Linked DNA regions of Mus musculus: region 1 is linked to region 2. Evidence: chromatin contacts called from public Hi-C data. All regions are on one chromosome and are shown on one strand. Each heading gives the region's core, a stretch centred on a gene start, on an enhancer-like site or on the middle of the called end of the contact. The rest is flanking DNA. Distances are from core to core; before and after follow the strand shown.

What was found. Hi-C and Micro-C count contacts between places; a contact is called where the count stands out from the background.
Region 1: a contact with region 2 is called in a Hi-C map of the N1E-115 cell line, with 3 times the contacts expected there. The contact joins two enhancer-like sites. A contact is called at or near these places in 3 of 39 promoter capture datasets (the 3T3-L1 cell line, embryonic stem cells and hippocampal neurons), 1 of 15 datasets of contacts at CTCF or cohesin (stem cell-derived epiblast-like cells), 36 of 484 Hi-C or Micro-C datasets (3T3-L1-derived adipocytes, the C2C12 cell line, the N1E-115 cell line and 21 more), 7 of 115 datasets of contacts at active chromatin or transcription factors (embryonic stem cells, epiblast stem cells, extraembryonic endoderm stem cells and 3 more) and 2 of 9 other capture datasets (adipose tissue and embryonic stem cells).

The regions. Positions count from the first base shown.
Region 1 is chr13:98,240,327-98,243,026 of GRCm38.p6, forward strand. No RefSeq gene overlaps it. Among named protein-coding and RNA genes, the nearest start is that of Utp15, 21 kb to the right of the region's middle. Within about 2 kb of position 1,300, at least 5 of the 459 cell types and tissues checked have an H3K27ac peak or open chromatin away from gene starts, as enhancers often do. A contact at or near this core is called in the N1E-115 cell line, where this site is marked.
Region 2 is chr13:97,954,417-97,957,116 of GRCm38.p6, forward strand. It overlaps Arhgef28 (Rho guanine nucleotide exchange factor (GEF) 28), which reads right to left. Exons shown (of 36, transcript NM_012026.2): 24 at 2,110-2,227. Among named protein-coding and RNA genes, the nearest start is that of Gm34388, 62 kb to the left of the region's middle. Within about 2 kb of position 1,420, at least 4 of the 459 cell types and tissues checked have an H3K27ac peak or open chromatin away from gene starts, as enhancers often do. A contact at or near this core is called in the N1E-115 cell line, where this site is marked.

The DNA of each region.
Region 1 (2,700 bases), core at 50-2,549, 290 kb after region 2:
TATTCTTTAAATCTACTTGGTTAGCATAGCAATAAGCAAAAGGCTTGTTTGCGTTCCTTCTGAGAACTTCAGAGAAGGCGCAGAGGCCGGTTTCTCACGCTTTTCTAACACCGCCCTCTTGTGGACCAATAGTGAGTTGCGGCACCATTTCAATGTCTCCTGATTAACAACTTCCAGAAAGGTTTTCTATTTGAGTTGGATCTCATCGAGAAATGAAAGCTATCTCCGTGTTACATTATAAACTCTAAATACAATGTTTCTCTGCAAGGCAGCACCAAGTGACCATTTACTCAGTCCATGGTCAGTAAGCACCAGAGATGTATTAGGCAAAAAGTTAAGAATACAAAAGTGAACAAGACCATTCTCTGTATTTATACAACACAAAACATTATTTTGTGCACTGCTCTGCTCGGAAACGTGCACCTTTTAAACTGGAGACTTGAGCTCAAATCCAAATTTGCCACTAACTAAGTGTATGACTTTGGACACATCACCTAAACTGTCACCCAAGTGTCATTGTGTGCAGAACTAGATACCAGTATTACCTGCTCTATCTAGATACCCAGTGCTCTGTGAAATATTAAACAGTGTGTGTGTGTGTTTCAGGAAAACTGATATTTCCTTGGATGAAGGAGCTTCAGGGACAAGGGGTAACCAGGCACAGACCCTGCAGTGAGAGAAAAGACTCGTTCTCCAGGATCCATGGTGATAATACTCACTCTTCAAATGTACCAAAGCTATAGAAAGCACTGCTAGGTGTACAATTGCTTGTACATACAAAAACCCGAAATCCAGGTTATAATTGATTGTAGATGTAGAATTCTGAAAGGCGTCAGAATGCCCATCTGCAGGGGACTGGTTGCAGTGATTGTGGTACCGCTGTACAGTGATGTGGGACACAGCCTAGGAAAGAATGGGGTAGAGCCACAGGCACGGAGGTATCCCCAGTCTCAGTGCAGCCTAAATGGAAAACTGGAATGCACAGCTGGAATGCACAACTGGAATGCACAACTGTGTGCTGCATGCCCCCATCTGTTTAGAAGCGAGCTAAACACATACAACTGTGTTTAAAGATGTGCCAACTACAGGGGGAAGAATATTGTACTTATTGGCTTCTGAACCCTCTGTCTGGATGCTAGAATGTCTCCAGAATTGCAGAGCTTCGTATTTAAAACCACATTTCCCAGAAACCTTTGCAAATAATGTCCCGGATGAAAACTGGCCTCCTAGATGAGATGGATGTGATGGTTAATCACAGGTACGGACTTGGAATCACCTGGGAGAGAGGCCTCTAGACGTGTCTCTGTTTAATGAGGTTTAACAGAGGAGAGAAGAGCCACCCTGAATGTGGTTGCACCATCCCGTGGGCTGGAGTCCAGGACTAAATTGCAAAGGGGGCGGGGCATTTGAGCCCCAGCATGCATCTCTGTGATTTCTGACTGTGGACCTGTGTGAGCATCTTCCTCACACTCCTGCTATCATGACTAGAGACACTCTCTCCATTGTGTCTCCCTTGCCCTGATGGATTGTTCCCTTACACCACTGACTAAAATAGACCCCTTGCCTTTGTTAGGTAATTTGTTATGAGAACATTAATACCGCGTGCTGACACCTGACTAGGAAGGCAGGGGTAAGGAAAAGCCAGCTTTCTGCTTGTTATTGTCCACAGACAGGAGATGGGAACTGAGAGGTGACAGTGACTAAGCCAACCAAGGTCTAGTCTCTAGCTTGCAGATGGTGAAAGTCACGGCCTTCTGCTTTCTGGGGCTGTGCTCTTGAGCAGTGGCTCCATTCCAACTCCTTGATGCTGTCAGAAAGCCCTAGTTCCCTATATTAAATCAATCCTTGTGTGCACCAGCTTTCCAGCTCCATTGACAGTTCGATACATAGGAAACAGGTACTTGCTCTGTTGTGTTTAAGATGAGATGTCAACCTGACTGCTCTAAAGGAAACCCAGATAACTGGTACAGCACTAGCACAGGTGTGTCTGCAGGGTTCTCTGAAACATTCGCATTTCAATCAGTTGACCTAGTTAGGAAAATCTGCCTTGAAAGAAAGAAAAGATACTGGAAAAGGCAGTTTCTCATCCTCCTCCCTGGGCATTAAAGTCCCTGGTTCTCCAGCACCCAGATGTGGAGAAATAGACTCGAGTCCCCTGTAGCACATACCCTCTTCCAGATTCAGTCTGGAGTCCACACCAACCTTTCTGGTTCTTCATGATGCAGGAGAGAGCAGATCATGGTATTTCTGAGGCTCGGCAGTCTCATACAAGATATGAATCGGGAGCTCTGTGCCCCTTTGGAAGCATAAGACAAGTCTCTACCTGGAAGAGAGATTTTTCTTTACCTGTATGTTTTCCCTTTTATGTTACCAGGAAATGTTTGCTTTGAGTATATTTTGTTAAAAAGGCAACCCTGTGAGGAAAGATCTAGAAACACATCTGTGCCGTTACATTTTAAACAATGAAGACTTCATGATACATTGTATTTCTCAGACACGTTGGGGAAAATCTGTGTAGAGACCCTACATATGGGCAGAGTGAGGGCAGAAGTGCTTCAGTGAGAAGCTTGAGGGAATGGAAACAAATGAATCCTGGTTAGATTCACTGTGGGTTTGCATCCCATTGAAAGAACCTTGTACTGTGCAATTAGTTACCTGATTTCTATCCAGCCACAAAGTAAGCAAGCACTTCTAACGCGG
Region 2 (2,700 bases), core at 170-2,669:
TCTCTCTCTCTCCCCCCTCTCTCTCTCTCCCTCACTCCCTCCCTCCCTCTCTCTCTCAGCTTCTCATCTGCAGATACAAATGTAGCCTCCTGCCTCATGCCCCGACTGCCACGCCTTCCCTGTCATGACAGACTGTGAGACAAAATTAACCCTTTCTTCTTGAAGCTCCTTCTTATCTGGTATTTTGTCACAGCAAGAAAAAAAGTAGCACATATTATATGCTACCTGTCTATCTATCTATCTATCTATCTATCTATCTATCTATCTATCTATCTATCCATATATGTATATATGTGTAATATAATTATAGTATATTATATAATGAATATATATTATATGTAATATAAGCAGAGGCTATGTTTGGCGTAACCTGGGCACTCCTCCCTTCCTAGAAACAGGTAAGTTACCCCATGCTGTATTTCTAACGACTGAAGCCAGCTGTGGGGCCAAGCTCATGTCCTCTGAAATGGAGCCACAGGGTGATTTAAATGGCCCAAGACTCATTTGTCTTCTGGGTTCTTAAAAAAAAATTATTCAAAATTATATTAGCATAAAATTGAGGATCTTAATGTTATAATTAAAATGTTCTTGACCTATCATTTTTTCTTCTGATCTTGAAAGTAAAGAAAAACATTTTGAGGTCCCAGGCACTGAGCCTCACAGAAGTCAGCCAGGCTTTGCATACAGAACAGACTGTAGCTCCCGTTACTCTTTAAACCAACGGCCACTCCTCTCACCTCCAGGCTGTCTTAAGAAAAAGGTCTGGAGGAGTTCCAGAGACTGGGTTCTGGAAACGGCAGATGGAAGGGAATCTGGCTACTTTGGGGGGATTTGATGATAAAGATCAGCTAGTTGATATTTGCTCAGGGGCCTGAGCCTGAAGAGCGAAGAGGAAGGGAGGAAGAGGGAGGGAAAACCAGAAAACTGGCAGAGAAGCCAAAGGCTCTCCGGAGGCTCCAGCTGAAGAAACACGTGTTTAGAAAGAGCAGTGAGGAGAGCAGAATTGGTCCTCCAGAGTCTCTTCCTTTAAGGTTTCCAGTGCACACACAGATGCTGGGAGCGCTATCAGAACACCCACAGAGCACACCCGATCCCCATAGTTCAAAGGGGATCGCTGTCTTCCAAAGAACACACCTCACTCCTTGACAGCGCCTTTCTAGTCTTTATAAGGAAATTTACTTATAAAGAAACTACTTCAAAACTAGGAAAGAAAAGTGAAGTTGAATTACCAGATGACCCAGAGTAACTACCAGAGAAGGTTCAAAGTCTTACAGATCACTCTCTCCCAATGATTCACAACCCAAAGGTAACAGCACCGGCCTCCGTGGGGGTCTTTTCAAATTCTCCCCGACCCCCAGCTCTACTCACACCCACTGACTCAGAATCTGCATGTGGACACACCCCCTTGTGAAGGACAGATAGTGAGGCTGAGGACCGCTCCCATTAACAGTTGTGAGAACCGATGGCCAAGGCTCCGGAAGGCTCAGGATTGGCCTTTGGCAATGCCTGCTCGGAGGAGGGGGCATCTGTATGCTATCTCGATGACTCTGCCAAGATGTCACAGACGCAGCTCCCACTGCTAAGGGGAGCAGATCACTGCTGCTATCTAGTCTACCAAGAACTTGGCATGGGAGTGAACCCTGGAGTGAGACTAATTGACTAACATTATCTGACACAGTTTAGTTCCTGGGATATCGTAGAACCTTAAGAAAATCCGCACAATGCAAAATGAAAAGCCCTATTGTTTTTTATTCATTCTCTCGCTGAGAGCAAAAATCTATGCTGCTATCTCCAAACGCTATTTTTATGTTCTCTCATGCATTAAGTTCTAAAGAAGCATAAAATAAAAGTGGCAGAAGGAAAGGACCAAATTCTGCAAGGTCTCTGATCATCACACGTATGCCGTGCATACTACTTCCCAACCACAGAATAAACGGGATTAAAAATAAAGTAATTTCCCAAAAATGAGTTACAACTCGAGGCTTTAAAAGCTTGCTCACAGGGAGAGCATTTGTGAGTGGAAGAACTCAGCACTCAAGGCTCTTCGGGACCCCTCAGTTGTGACTAAAACTCACAAGACAGGGAAAGGTCCCAGAAATAATCTCTCACCCTTGGTGTACTGCAGGATCCTTTCCACCAAGACTGGGTACTTTGTGATGCGCTGGGTAACTAGCAGGATGCACTCCGGGATTCCGCGGCGACGAGCCAACAGGTTGCTATTTCGGATCTTGAAAAGAATATACATTTTTATACACACCACTCACCATTAATTAAACTGTACACATAACCATTGAATTTTGTACTTTTGACATTTACCACTATAGTTGAGGTGGGAAAACATTTCAAGACATGCTGATCTGCAGTACCTCTAATTCCCAAATGAGCAAACACGGGGTTCAGGAGTAGGCTTTTGAACAACAATGGAAATCTGAGCATGCCCACTATCTGCTTTGCTAACATGTCTCCCTCCACCTTTGCTATCACACACTGTGGCACTTAAAGTCCCTTCTCACAGAGCAATCCTTTTCTTAAACATTTCAAAAATATTCTCTAAGTCTTCAAGGCCCATTGTACATATCTATGAAAAGAAACCAGAGGAGAATCTGGTAGAACTCACAAAATGACAGATAAAAAGGTAGGAACCCAGAAGGTTGGAGACATTTCTTCCATTAGATAAAAGTGAAAGGTGGAGGAAGAAGG